Regions from separate parts of the Mus musculus genome. Here all the other regions are linked to region 3. Evidence: chromatin contacts called from public HiChIP or PLAC-seq and promoter capture Hi-C data. All regions are on one chromosome and are shown on one strand. The core of a region is the stretch at or near the end of the contact, and the rest is flanking DNA. Distances in the headings are between cores, read along the strand shown. Region 1 has its middle 55 kb from the start of Dsp. Region 2 holds the start of 5033403F01Rik (RIKEN cDNA 5033403F01 gene). Region 3 holds the start of Txndc5 (thioredoxin domain containing 5).

Region 1 (4,793 bases), core at 783-3,282, 430 kb after region 3:
ACTTACTGACTTGTTCTTCATGACGTGTTCAGCCTTTGTTCTTATAGAAGCAAAGACCACCAGCCTAGGGTTGGGACTACCCACAATGGGCTGGACCCTCCCCCATCAATCACTAAGAAAATGCCCTACAAGCTTGCCTACAGACCAATCTTATGATCTCTCTCTCTCTCTCTCTCATATTTTATGTGTATGAATATTTTTTCTTCATGGGTGTCTTTGCACCACACAGGCTGGTGCTTGAGGAGGTGGTAACCCTGTGTGTGTGTGTGTGTGTGTGTGTGTGTGTGTGTGCGCGCGCGCGCGCGCACGTGTGTGTGTGTGTGTGTGTGTGTATTGGGAATCAAACCCAGGTCATTTGCAACAACAACCTGTGCTCTGAACCACTGAGCCAACTCTCCAGCCTTGCAAGCATTCTCTTAACTGAGGTTCCCTCCTCTCAGATGACTTCAGTTTGTGTCAAGTTGGCATAAAACTAGCCCGCCCAGCTGCTTACTGGATTGCTCCCCATGGCTTGCCCAGCTTGCTTTTTATATATATATACAATTCAGGACCACCTGGCCAGGGCTGGTACAGTGGACTGAGGGCTGGTACCACCTCCAGAGGGCTGGCTCCTTCCACATCAATCATTATCCAAGAGAGCATCTCCCAGACTTGCCTCCAGGCCAATCTGAAAGAGGCATTTTTCCCATCCGAGGTTGCCTCTTCCCAGGTGACTAACCACAACACCATTTTACCCAGAATCTTTTTTGTGTGTGTTACTTATTTGTGCATGTGATGCATGCCTGTGAACATACAGGTGTATGTGCTCATGCAAACATGTGCAGAAGCCAGAGCAGAACATTAGGTATCCTCCTGTATTATGTCCCATCTTTTTTTTATCTTGAGACAGGGTTTCTTGGTAAGCACCATTTTGTCCAGTGTGCTCTCAGGATCGACTTGTCTCTGTCTCCCAAGGCTGGTGGTACAGGCATGCACAGCAATGCCTAGCTTTGCACATGTGAGCTGGGTGTGTGAACTCTCACCCACTGAGTCTCTCCCCAGCCTTTAGAAATCTTTGGTTGGTTAGTTGGTTTGGTTTGGTTTTCAAGACAGGGCTGCTCTGTGTGTGTAGCCCTAGCTGTCTTAGAACACTCTCTGCAGACCAGGCTGGCCTCAAATTCAGAGATCAGCCTGCCTTCTGAGTGCTGGGATTAAAGGCACGGGCCACCATGCCTTTAGAAATCTTAACAGACTTTTTTTAAAAATAGAATTTATTAAGCTGACCTTAAAAGCTATAGAGAAAAACAATGATGAAGACCACCCAAACAATTTTAGAAAACGACAAAGTTGTCTCTATTTGTCTGATTTTAAAACTTACTGTAAGGCTGAAGGAATCCAGAATCTTGCATTGCACAGGTGCAGTCACACAGATCAGAGGAGCAGAACCCACCAAGCAGAAGGAGATCTTGTGTGTGTGACCAGCACTGATGCCCAAACTGTCTCCCAGGAAACCCTTACTAAACACCTTTGCTCATACACTCTCGGGTGTCTGCGGCTAAATTTGGGCCAAACACCTTGCATAGACTTGTCTGCTCTTTTGGACACCTTAGCCAAAAATGTTCTCTGTGTTACCAGGTTTATCAGGCTCTGAGTTCCTCTGAAGAAAGCCCTTCCTGTTACAAGGATAAGCACCAGCAATAAAGAGAAAGACAGTGGACCTCAGAGCAGCTGAGCAACCCCAGATGAGTTCTGGGTTTGGGTGTTTTGTTTTGTTTTGTTTTGTTTTGTTTTGTTTTGTTTTGTTTTGTTTTGTTTGAGACAGGATGTCAGGATTGCTCCGACTCTCTTCAAGCCCAGGGCAATCCTCCTGGCTCGGCTTCTGAAGTGCTGGAATTACAGGTATTGATCTATCGTGCCCACCCCTAAGTGGGTTCTGAACTCTTGTTTTACACAGCAGAATCGAGAGAAATTTGAGTGCCGCGCCATCAACTCTTGGGTGTAGCATTGCTCAGCCATTTGTTTGTTTTGAAGGTGTGACAAGGAAAATGGGCCCTTCCCAGAGCTTTTCACCACCAGGCCTCGGTGACTGAGGCTTGAGAGTGTCTCTAGAATCCTAGTTCAGCATTGTGGTGTGGCTGCTTCACACACCAGAGCCTAAGTACAAGCCTGTCCTGGCAGCCACAACGTCACCTATCAGGACCAAGCCTGCCTGCACAGGATGCCAGCTGCAACCAGACTTTCCGGGATGGTGGTACACCTCAGGGAATGGGCATGCCGGGAGGAGCAGGGTCTGTACCTGCCTTCTGGGTGGCTTCCAGCTGTTGGGATGGTTTTCTTTCTTGTAGTTCAGGAATAGGTGTGGAGAGAGGCAAGCTACTCTTCCCTTCCAGCTGTGGCTAATTAATTCAGAGGGCTGCCTCCACCAGTTCCTGTAGGGGCTGACATTCCTTCTGTTTAAGGACTTGTTGCAAAGAAAAGTAAATCTTTTCCCAGGAGGCCAATGAAAGGAAACTATATTCTAAAACAAGGATACACCCAAACGTGCGTTTCAAGTCATCCTCTTACAAACACTTACTAATGTTGAGTTTAATAATTGTCAGGCAACATATGCCCAGAATCCCAGCACTTAAGATGCTGAGGTAGGAGGATTGCCTTGAGTTTGAGGGCAGATGGACTACATGTTAAGTACCAGTCTAGCTAAGGCTACATAGCAAAGACCTTGTGTGTGTGTGTGTTGGCATGAGGGTTGGGGGGGTGGTGGTCTTCTTATAAGAGAACCTTTCCTCCTGCCAAACAAATTGAACTTTGAAATCTCTACTTTGGTCAATAATAATACTTTATTTTAGAATTTTCCAGTGCTCTTAGCAGAGGCATTAAATCACATTCTTTATGTCAACAAAGAAACCACAGTTAAGAGATTACAGCTCACAGTTAAAAGATTCATTAGCTCCCATAATCTATGGTCTACTTGCAAACTTCAAGTTTGTCAAGACAAAAATACAGCGGGCATGGTAGTGAACACCTTCAATCCTAGTGCTCGGGAGGTAGAAGCAGGCAGATTTCTGTGGATTCAAGGTCAGCCTGGTCTACATGGTGTGTTCCAGGTCAGCCAGAGCTACAGAGTGAGACCCTGTCTCAGAGAGTCATAAACAAAGTAAAACAAGAAACTGTGCAACCATGAGCCAGTCACTTCCACAATCATATTGTCCCTCTCTGAGCTGTTAAAACTCAACTCCATGACAGGAAGAGATGAAAGCAAAGTCTATCGAAGCTCAGCTTGTAGCAAGACTGAGTAGGTGAGCAATATTTGGATCTATAGTGTATTTGTGAGTATCTATCACCAGCACTCTTGTGTCTACCATTTTGGAGGGGAAGAAAACACCTAAACTCTATTCCTTTTTTGATATTTTCAATATATTTGCAAAGTAAAGTACAGTAAGAAAACAGGGCTGGAGAAGTGGTTCAGGGGTTAAGACCATGTGCTGCTGTGGCAGACAGTCTGAATTCCACTGCAGATGCCTCACAGCCCTTTGCTGCTCCAGGCTGGACATGCTCTTGTGGCCACCTTGGGCAGCTAGCTGGACCTGAGAGGTCCCATAAGAAATAAAACCCTTAGAAATAGAAATGTTTCGGTTTCCCAGGGAAGCAGTTCTCAGAGGGAGCTACTGATGATGGCTTGTTAATCCCCGATGGCTCTGTCAAAGAGAGACAAGCTTGGAGTTGAGTCTGTTCCTGGAATTTCCTCAAGGCCTCATCAAATATGGTAAAACTAACATAGAAGCCAATCAGAAACCAACCCATGTAACATCCCTGGCACCCATCAGTCACATTTTAGATTACCTAACACTAGCTAAAATTCCTCTTAGTTCCCTATCAATAAGTCTGCAAGCCTTTGTCTGGGGTCTCCATTTAGATTAATGATAGACCCCTACATGCTGGATTTCCATGGAATAAACACTCTTTGCTTTTGCATACTATCTGAGTCCAAGGTGCTATTCTTTGGCAATTCTTGGACCCTTACACATTGAAGTGTACATACCCCCCAACACACACATACAAGCAAACACACACTTTAAAACAAAACAAAAACAAACCATTTAAAAATATTTTTTAAAAAATAACATTTTTTTTACAGGACAGTTACAAAGAAGAAAATCCCCAATCCTTCCCCGCAAAGATCGTTGCTGCTAACGTCTGTGGCCTTTTCCTTCTGTCTTAGTGGATAATCCATTTCTCCCCACCCCCACCACCCCCCTCCCCCTCCAACCCCTGCCTCAAAGCTATACAAAAAATAAACCAAGAGCACTTGCCCATCACGTTTAGTTAGCTTTTTGGTGCTTGGTACAGAGCCCAGGGTTTTAAACATTTATGTGTGCTCTTTACCTCAGGACAATACTGTCCACTCTACAAGGGTGTTGTGTTTGATTTTTCCCATTCTTAATCCAGGTGCAACTAGGATGGGGCCATGACATTTATCTTGAGTAAATTTGCTCCAATAGCCCCATCACTTTGATGTTCCAACCGTGTCTTATGCTCTGTTTTGCCTCTCCTGACACATAGAACCTATTTGTTTTCACCATGCATATGTGCGTGCGTGCGTGTGTGTGTGTGTGTGTGTGTGTGTGTGTGTGTTTGTGTGCAGTCACATGCTATGGCATATCTGCAGAGGTTGAGGAACAAGCTTGTTTGTCTTTTTCTGCCTTCCACCTTATTTGAAACAAGTCTCTTACCCTGAGATAGCCCATCCTCAGGCTTCTCGGAGCAAAGGTCAGACATACTACTACATCTGACTCCATGTGTCTCTGCAGATCTGA
Region 2 (4,577 bases), core at 1,686-4,185, 430 kb before region 3:
TGCCAGACCAATAATCACATAAAAACATGCATTCTCATTAAAACTCACTCATTTGACAGTAGCTACTGTTGGAGTTACTTAGATAGGTTGACTAGAGCCCAGCAACTGCACATCACGGTTTGTCTGACTACTGCAGAGGACCAAACAACTCATGGCAACATCCCCTATATTTTTAAAGTCTTTGGTAGTAATGCTGCCTCTGAAATTCTGAAATTAGCATCTGATCTCAGAGTCTTATTTTGGGAACTTGGTAAAATATTGACCTAAGGCGAACAATGCCTTGGGGAACTGTGAAAGAAGTTCCAGGGGGGAAAAGGCAGAGAGCCTTTTACAGCAGGTGAACCTTGACCCCTGAATTGTTACTGAACACAGTTTGGTGCCTCCTGTGACAAACATTTACATTCGATTTTGAAGACATGGTTATTCTTGTTGGATGTCAGGTCATAGCTATAGAAACCAAGCTGGTCAGTGTACCCTGAATCTGGATATGACCTTCTGCCTTGCTTTCATGCTTTCCCAGATATAATCTATAATACATGCCAGGAAATTGTGTCTCAATTGCTCTCTGTCCTGAGAAAGGGCTGCTCTGTTAATATTTAGTATGTGCTTACTGGCATTGATTTACATGTTTTTCTGAACTGAAACAAACCTTACTTGGATTATTGCTTTCTTTGGTTACACTCATGTGCTTTTGTGCACTGAAACTGTAATAAGATTGTCTGCAGCATTACACCATAGTCTGCCCCATTCTTTCAGGACCTCGGATCCCAGGTCCATCAGTCAAGATCTGCGCAGGTTGGTCAAAAAGTTGTCAGGAGAAGAGAACACCTTCTGAACATTTTTCAAGTCTGTCTAGTAATGAAATCTCAGTTTCCTTGTATGTGCAATTAGTATCTAATTTCCCACTTTGGACCCTAAAAAGTAGACTTTTTTTCAAGAGCTTCCAGCAGCCCCTTCCTTGCATCAACAGCACAGATCAGAGAAGACCTTGTCTGTTGTTAAATACTCATTCTCTGAAGGACTTTACATACTTTGGGGATGCCCTTGTGAGATAGATTATGGACAGCATGCCTTTCACCACTAGGCCTCCATTTTGAGTCTTCAACATCACTATCCACTCAGCATTTATGCACAATGGCCCTTGGCGACTTGGTAATTTACTTTCTACAGAGTAACTCCTTGTGCAAATGGCTTCAAGTGTGCTGGGAGATGACCACTAAACTGAAATACAGTGTTTCTCAGTGGCAATACAATGTTTTTCATCAAGAGTCACGGGATCTGTTTCCCTCTCAAGGATAGAGTTTGGGCATGAGGTTATCTTTTGTGGGAATAGTTCCTTGGTTCTTCTGTTTGTTCTGTGGTTAGTCAAAAGCTATCAACATGCTGAGACTGCGCTTCTTGTCTTCACATTAAGAGTATGCATTCCTCATGAGTCCACAGGCAATGGTAACCCTGTTTCGGATCTAGCTTTGTGGCTGGCCATAACTGCAGTCTTCCTTGCTCCTATTGGCAAACAGGGCTGCTCTTACCTGCTTACTCTCTCACTCACCTCATCCCTAATTCCACGGTAACAGTTGGTAAATGCTTGGTTTTCATTCCCAGTGGACATATCTGAGGGCAATGTGCCACACCAAAGGAATAGGAAAAGCAAAGCAAAGTGAGGCATGTCGTGCCTGACGGGGGTTAGATGAATTCTAAAGTGTTGTTTGGATATGACCCATCAAGAACAAGTTGCAAACCACGGAGAGGGTTTTAGGTTTCAATGAGATGGTAAAAGCCATTAAAGCATTGAGAGCAAAGCAGCATCAAATCCTGCTCTTGGGCAGAATTAGGCTGTAAGGAAGTAAAAGATAATAGAAGCCAGCTAGGCTATTGTGATTGCCTAAGCAAGAGTGGGTGGACCTTAACCCCTCTTGTATTCCAGATTTATATTACCATTTACCTTCTCACCTATGTCCTATAACTCCTTAAGGGCTGGAAGTCCATATAAGCTACTTATAAATTATGCATATGACCCTACACATAGGCACATTCAACAGGTGTTTGATAAATAATGTTCCTTCTTGGCTGACAGTTGTTTTACTGCTACTATTTGCTATTGTTGAGCCATAGAATGACATCTCTAAATGTCTAAATGGGCTTTGTTATTCTCTTTAGGATTTTTTCTTTCCTCCCCTTTTTTTAAAGTTTCAACTTTCATACAAAACTGGCTTAGCAAGGCTGGTATTTTTAAAATGTCTAGCTGGACCTTTTCCCTCACCACTTCAGAGATTCTCTCCTAAGGCATAAATGCTTCCCAATGCCTAATTCTTGTGAAATTTTAAAACTTACACACATCTGACCGGATTGTAACGTTTCTGTTGACACTATTCACCCCTTTTCAAAGCAGACTCTTGAATACTATTCCGGTTAAGGTAATCGTAATAATCCTTATCGCCAAGCCCATCTTGGCATTTTCTTCATTGTATCTCAGTAACTGTAAGTGTAGCTCTCAATGTGGAATAATTTATGATATTTGGCGATCAAATATCAGAGATTTTATAACATTTGTCAGACTCCAAGCCAGGGATTTACATTTCAAGCAGTGAGTGGCATGTCAACACAATCCTGGTTCATTTCTGGCCAATTACAAACCATCATCACTGTAAGGGCATGTGACGCAGGCTTCCTGTTTCTTCAGTCCACCTTGGCCAGAAGGGTAGGAGTGAGTCCGGAGAACTGGGACAGGAAAGTAGTTGAGAAGCAACTTCATCCCTTTGAATCAAAAGGTGGAGGCTGGGGAAAGGGAACCTCAGGCTGCTGAGATCCGGCTCGAGCACTCTAAACCTTGGCATCCTTCACACGCCCCGGCTCACGATCGCGGATGTGAAGTCAACTGGGTCGCAGAAGCCACGAGATGGACAGGACCCTTGCTCAGAGCACGCAGGAGCAGGGTGGAGAGGTAGAAACAGCCGAGGGGGTGGGGAGGGCGAAGGGGCGGAGCCGCGCGCCGGCGCACGCGCACAGAGACGCCTAGGCGGAAGTGGCGCGCAGGGTCCGGCGTGTGAAGACCTTCCGGGGAGGTGGCGGCCGAGGCGGCCGTCGCGGGAGCAGACCCGGAGGCGGAGACGGAGACCGAGGAGGTGACAGCGGCGGAGCTGGGAGGTGGGGGTCTTGCTGCGCGGCCAGGCGTCGTCAGGCAGAACTCGGGTGGGCTCCCACACCGTGTCAACAGAGAAGGTGGACGCCGCCGCCGTCGGGGTGGTCGGGGCGCGCGCTTCCGGGAAGAGCATCGTTCCCTGTTGGCCTGAGAACCCCCGGGCCGGACCCCTCCTCTACCCTGCTCTCTGTGCTCAGAGACTTGGTCTCTCGGATTCCCTTGGCTGTTTTTGCAGTTCAGAGTCATTTCCGGGTCTGTGTCCGCTCTCTCCGTTACCTGGTGACTGTTTGCCTTGCAGCGAGTTGACTGTTCTTGCAGGGCTGCTAAGTTTATGTCGCTGAAATCCCTGTACGTTCTTTCGGGCTTTACAGCTGAATTCTCTTCTCCTTTCTTTCTTCCTACCTTGTCTGTCTATCTTTCCGTGTCTTCCTTCTTTCCTCCTTCCTTTTCTCTTCTTTGGGAAAAACACTGAAAGATTTTGTTAGTTTACTATCATGAGTTGTTTGTTTTGAGTTTTTTTGTTTGGTTGGTTTTTTGTGTTTGAATGAATTACATCTGCGTTACTTCTACAGTAGATTATCAGAATCCCGAATTTTAGTTAAACATTTCTGTTACAAGTGAGTTGAGATAGTTTGAGACTTGGAGGGGAAAGACACTGACAACGTTTGAAAAATATTTTAGATAGCATTACTTCTGCTTAAAGTCTACTTTAAATCCTATTGTTAGCCCTTGAGGGGAATAGAGTTTCGGAAATCACCAGTCTCTCACCCTTTTGTGTGATAAGGTATGGGAGAAATCACAATCTTGTTTTTCTGCTCTTTGATCTTATCCCACACCTGGAACCCAGTTGTGAAGACATGATTGTTACTAGAGCGTTGCAGGTTTCTGGCGAAGCTGGGACTTTTCCAGGCTGTGCACATGATAAGTTTTCCTCCCATTCCAGCTTTGTAATAGAAAGCGTACCTCCTTCACATTAAAAAAAAAAAAAAAAAAAAGACTAGGTTAAGAGATAAGGTGAGGCCAGCAAGCTGACAGGTAAGAGCACCTGAGGCCAAGCCTGTGGCCAAGCCCAGAACCAATAAGGTGAAATGACAGAGAACCAGTTCCCAGGAGTTGTCTTCTGACCCTTGCTTGCCATCTGTGGCATAGACACACAGACTTGTATAAAGAAATAAGCTTTTATTTCAGTGTGTCATTGTAAGGCAACATCACCTGTTTCCGATTGTGTGTGTGCACACACAGTATGTGTTTACTTACTCTAAGCACTTCTTTGACCTCCATTTTAGCCGTTATGTCTCCCTGCAATGTGCCAAGTGTCTGTTGCGCTTTAAGAAGAGACCCAAGGCAGCAATCCACTTCCACAACTTCTTTCTGTTCTAGTTTCAGAGGGTATTATGAGTCTCTAAAGCAAAGCAAGATGTTGGCTATTTGATTTGAA
Region 3 (4,876 bases), core at 185-2,684:
AGCATAAAGCTTTGACCTTGACAGTACAGATGACATGGCAAGAGTTCTTGGATTTCTGGTCACCAGCAAGCCTCACAGGACACGAGGCATGGCAGAGCACATCACAGGAGGCCTTCAAGGACAGCATCAGGGATTTCTATTTTAGTCTGTATGCCAAGGCTACTGGGCAGAGTTGGTGTGCTGGTTCAAGTTGGAGCAACAAATTGCCATAGTCAAAATCACGTGGGCAAAGGATGCTCATAGAACTTCTCCTGCGATGGGCAAGTTTAGGTCTGTTCAGGTTAGGAAAGCCGGAAGAAGCGTTTGGCTGAACTGTGCTTACTCAGAATGTGAGGGCACAAAGGGAGAGAGGGGGCAAGCAAGAGATGCTGCAGTTTGGTGTTTGGAAAACCATGGTTAAACATTTACAGGTGGACGAACCTAACATGAGAATAGTTACAGATGATGTGAGTTTCCCTGCCCCTCCCTTTACCACCACCCCCAACTGTTGCTAACCCAGGCTTTTGGTTTAGGGAGGCTGAGGCTAATAAAGATCAGGTGATTTTCAGAAGTGTTGCTCAGAAGTCCAATACAAGATGGCCATGTACTCTTCTTACTATGCCCGTTGCTTTTTCCCAATAAAAGATCACCATATATATGTCTTATGATGCCAGCTTCCTTTTCATCGGTACAGAGCATAGCTCTAGGACCTCTCTCAAGTGTCTAGTGGTTGTTTCGTTCTCCCTAACTTAGCTCCAGGTTTTCAAGGCAGGGCAGGGAGCTTAGATTGCCACCCGACTTAAAGTTCAAGAGTTGGCGTGGGTCCATGCGCCCCAGCCCAGGCGTTAGCTCTCACCCAGAACAGCTGTTGCCATTCATTTTCCTATCCAGGGTGAGTTAGGGCACACAGGGCACTAGCCAGGGCCTGAAGGAAGGGCCACTTTGACTGCCTTTCCTTTTCAAAGTGAAGGCAGGGCAGGATAACAGAGGAGGTGCTCTTGGGAAGTGGTTTCATCACACCCCCTGAGGCCAGGCCCTCAAATCACAGTTGAGCTTTGGCTAAGAATCTGACTTATGCAAGAGCAAACCCCACACACGTTTGCCTGATTTCCTCCTTTCTGCTGACAGCAGCTCAGCTTGGTCCTAAACTCTCGGGTCTCTTGGTGTCTGATTAGTTATCAACAGAAGCTGCCACTGTTCCATAGCTTGGCAGCTTGGCCTCTTCGTCCCTAGCAGGGAAAGGCTGATGAGGAGCTTGGGAAGGAGAATGAGCTCAGCGGGATGGAAGGGAACCGGACTGAGATAGCGCTGGAGGTGCTGCACAAGGACCCCAGGACCTAAGCGACCTCTTCCTGGTGGCTTTCAGCAGAAGACAGCAAGTTGCTAGGTGAGCCGGCGGGACAGGGGGCGTGGCTCTGCGAGCGGGGGCGTGATTGAGGCGTGGCTCTGCGGTCGTGGGAGGAGCCGGGGCGGGAGCGGCGCCGCGGAGGGGACCCGCGGCACGAGCGAGAGCTCGCCAGCCCCGCCACGATGCCCCCGCGCCCAGGACGCCTCCTCCAGCCGCTGGCCGGGCTGCCGGCCCTGGCCACGCTCCTGCTGCTGCTCGGGGCGCGCAAAGGCGCCCGGGCCCAGGAGGTGGAAGCGGACAGCGGGGTCGAGCAGGACCCGCACGCCAAGCACCTGTATACGGCCGACATGTTCACGCACGGGATCCAGAGCGCCGCGCACTTCGTCATGTTCTTCGCGCCCTGGTAACTGCAGCTCCAGCAGGCCGGCGGAGCCCGATCTGGGACCGGGGACCAGGGACCTGGAGCCGGGGACCGGGGAGAGGGCGCGAGGCCGCGCAGGCTGCGCCGGGGGCGTGGGCCGCGCTCGGGCCTCGCCGCTGACGTGGCGCTAGCCGCCGGCCTGCGAGCTAGGAAGGGCGGGCCCCGAGGGGAGACCCGGAAAAGCCTCTCCACCCCGCCACACTGCTGGAGTCCAGGCATCCCCCGCTTCTGTCCCCTGCCCAGCTCCCCAAACTTCCTGTGCTGGCCGGACGCGGCGGGAGCCCGGCGTCCACGTGCCCTATCCTGAAGGGTTCTTCCTGCTGGCCCATCAATATTGGGTTGGATTGGAAATCTAAGGCCCCCTCAAGATGTGATTGCCCACTTTGTGTGTCGAGGGTAGGAAAAGATAGCCTAGGTCGGGAACTGAGACTTCCCCGGCCCCTGGAGTCCAGCGAGGTGCCAGTTTTGGAGTCTCCGCTGCACGCTGGAGTGGATGTGAGCTGTATTCTCAAGGCCTTTAACTCTTTCACCTCCTGTTCTCATTTGGGGCCCGGTCATTTGGAAAGTGTGAGGTCGAACTGTTCTTCCTAAAAGTCATAACTTCAGGCTTCCATTCTTCGGTTGGGGCTTCCTGGTGCACCTCACTACCCCAAGAATTAGTCTAGACATAGCAGTGCTTTGCTACTGGGGCCTAGATGCTCAGAGAAAGAAGTTCTCCGGTCCACAGCAGAAAGCGGTATTTAGAGCACAGGCTCTTGAGATGTGGGATGTTCTGGCTGTGTTTATTGCTGAGCAAAGTACTCTTCCTCTAGCTCAGTAGGGACTCATTAAGGACAGGGGGTTAAGCAGTTAAGAAAAATGTGCCTGTGGAATCCAATGTAGTCAGTGATTGTATTTTTCTAAAGTGGGAGAAACTTTGCCCATAACCCTAGAGCGGGCTATTACTGCATTTCAATTCGTTTAGTGTTAAATTAACTTTGTGGGGGAGGGGATCATTTTGGCTCACAGCCATTATCAGTTAAGAATGCAGGAATGGGATACACTGTTTTACATTCCCAAGAACAGCCACTTGAGTCTGTAGAACTACCATTGAAAGAAAAAGACTGGGAGTCTGCCACAGTCAGTCGCGTTAATAGTTACTCTGTGCACAAGTCGTCTCAAAGTAGTGATTCCAGTTAAGTACACCACAGGACTTAATTGGAGTTGATTTCGGTGGAATAAATCTAAGGGTTTTTAGTTTTATGAGAAAAGTTGACATGCAGGCAGGGTTAGGTTCTCTGGAGTGCTGATGGAGTTTTAAGTTTAGAATATATGCAATGAATAACCAGCTAGTCTTGGCCAGTTGGGGTATACACCACAGATTCTTTTTTTTTTTTTTAACTCTATGGCTTACAGACGTTTAGGTCGAGGCTGCTCTCTAGGATAAGCCTTCAATTGTTTGCTTCTTGCTATTCTGATAAAAATATTAGAGAGATGTAGGAGCCCACCCATGGCCTTTGAAGGCTGGGTTTTTGATGTTTTAAGGGGAAGTTGAGGCAGGATCTCTCTGTGTAGCCAAGCTGACCTTGAACTCATGACTTTGTTGGTCTCAGCCTACAGAGTGCTAAGATTTCAAAATTTTAAGAACAACATGGTACTCAAGGTAGACTACGCTGGGTCCTCTCCCCACTTCTTTCTCACCGTGAGTGCCTGGAATGTTCACTGTCCATGTGTGATGCTGGGGCAAGGACACTGTGTAGTGATGGCACTGACCTGTCTCTGTATTTGTTCTAAGCTTTGTGGGTGCAGGATTGTCCTCCTGCTGTTGATCTGGTGCCAGCATCTGGTCACACTGAACCTAGGGACAGTTAGGTCAAAGGTAAGGTTAGGTGCCTTTGCTCTGTCACTTGGCTCCAGGCCACATCTGAATACAGCCGGCAGTCTCTGTAGTGCTGTATCCACAAGGGCTCCAAACCAGAAATGCCAGTTAGAGAGAAGCAGTGGACTCTTTAGTCCTCCTGGGTGGGGAGAGGCTTGCCTGTGTGGTGATGACCCCAAGTGGTCAGGTTAACTTGGGTTAGAGGGAACTAAATCTTTATCTTCTTTTTAAATCTTGTATTGTTTTCATAAGAACCCTTTCAAGGGTATAGAGGATGTCTATCTACAACTCTAAACTGAGCATATCTGATCAAATTCCGCTAACATCAGGACAACCCTTAGGAGCTGAAGGGGTTTGCAACCCCATAGGAAGAACAATATCAACCAGCCAGAGCTCCCAGGGTCTAAACCACCAACCAAGGAGTACACATAGAGGGACCCATGGCTCCAGCCGTATATGTAGCAGAGGATGGCCTTGTCGGGCATCAATGGGAGAAGAGGTCCTTGGTCCTGGAAAGGCTCAATGCCCCTGTGTAGGGGAATGCGTGGGTGGGGAGTTGGGAGTGGGTGGGTGGGAGTGCACCCTCATAGAAGCAAGAGGAGGGGGGATGGGATGGGGGCTCCTGGGGGGGGGAATCAAGAAAGGGGATAACATTTGAAATATAAATAAAATATCTAGTTTTTAAAAAAGGAGAAAGAAAGAAAAAGAAAAAGAAAATCCATTAGGGCAGCCACTCATCTATCTTCCAGCAACATCTTATAGCTGGGTTCCTTACCAGCATTAGAACCAATCTGCTTTCTTTGATTAGGCACCAGATGTCATGAGGAGCAAACAGGAACATGGGCCAACTGGGGAGCATAAAGTCCACAGGCCCCATTGTGTACACACTTACGGAGCCGTTGGGCCTCCATTCTTCCTTGCTATCCGCTCTTTCCCTACCCATGACCTTGCTGAACTAACTCATTTTGCTGAGTTCACAGAAGTTAAATCCTCAAATACAGTTTCCCTGTGTGGTACCCCATCCCTCTGCTTCAAGTGCCAAAGTGCTTAGCATGCTCAAGTGTTTGCACCGGACAGTGCTTCCATTCTTGGCACTTGCATGGAATGTATAACTGACAAGCCTTCAGAAAAAGGGGGTGATGCTATATTTGGGCTTTTATGTGTTTACATAGTTTATTTTTATGTATGCACATGTGTACATCTCTGTGGGTTTGGGTGCCATGTGTGTTGAGGAGGTCAGAAGATGGTGTCATATTCCATAGAACCAGAG

Evidence for each region. HiChIP or PLAC-seq counts read pairs in DNA pulled down with a chosen protein or histone mark. Capture Hi-C pulls out chosen DNA fragments and counts their contacts.
Region 1: a contact with region 3 is called in a FOXA1 HiChIP or PLAC-seq map of pancreatic cancer cells. The contact joins the enhancer-like site here to the promoter of Txndc5 in region 3. A contact is called at or near these places in 7 of 39 promoter capture datasets (the 3T3-L1 cell line, embryonic stem cells, frontonasal cranial neural crest and 3 more) and 4 of 115 datasets of contacts at active chromatin or transcription factors (bone marrow-derived macrophages, embryonic stem cells, extraembryonic endoderm stem cells and 1 more).
Region 2: a contact with region 3 is called in a promoter capture Hi-C map of adipose tissue. The contact joins the promoter of 5033403F01Rik here to the promoter of Txndc5 in region 3. A contact is called at or near these places in 1 of 39 promoter capture datasets (hematopoietic stem and progenitor cells), 4 of 484 Hi-C or Micro-C datasets (CD4 T cells, CD8 T cells, the G1E-ER4 cell line and 1 more), 2 of 115 datasets of contacts at active chromatin or transcription factors (memory CD8 T cells and pancreatic cancer cells) and 2 of 9 other capture datasets (adipose tissue and liver).

The regions. Positions count from the first base shown.
Region 1 is chr13:38,093,785-38,098,577 of GRCm38.p6, reverse strand. No RefSeq gene overlaps it. Among named protein-coding and RNA genes, the nearest start is that of Dsp, 55 kb to the left of the region's middle. Within about 2 kb of position 2,032, at least 14 of the 459 cell types and tissues checked have an H3K27ac peak or open chromatin away from gene starts, as enhancers often do. A contact at or near this core is called in pancreatic cancer cells, where this site is marked.
Region 2 is chr13:38,958,977-38,963,553 of GRCm38.p6, reverse strand. It overlaps 5033403F01Rik (RIKEN cDNA 5033403F01 gene), which reads right to left and starts at 2,935. Exons shown (of 3, transcript NR_131019.1): 1 at 2,332-2,935. Slc35b3 (solute carrier family 35, member B3) reads left to right here and starts at 3,017. Exons shown (of 10, transcript NM_134060.4): 1 at 3,017-3,122.
Region 3 is chr13:38,525,042-38,529,917 of GRCm38.p6, reverse strand. Txndc5 (thioredoxin domain containing 5) reads left to right here and starts at 1,434. Exons shown (of 10, transcript NM_145367.4): 1 at 1,434-1,730. The coding sequence starts at 1,510. It overlaps Gm31834 (a long non-coding RNA gene), which reads right to left and starts at 2,015. Exons shown (of 2, transcript XR_382215.4): 1 at 1-2,015.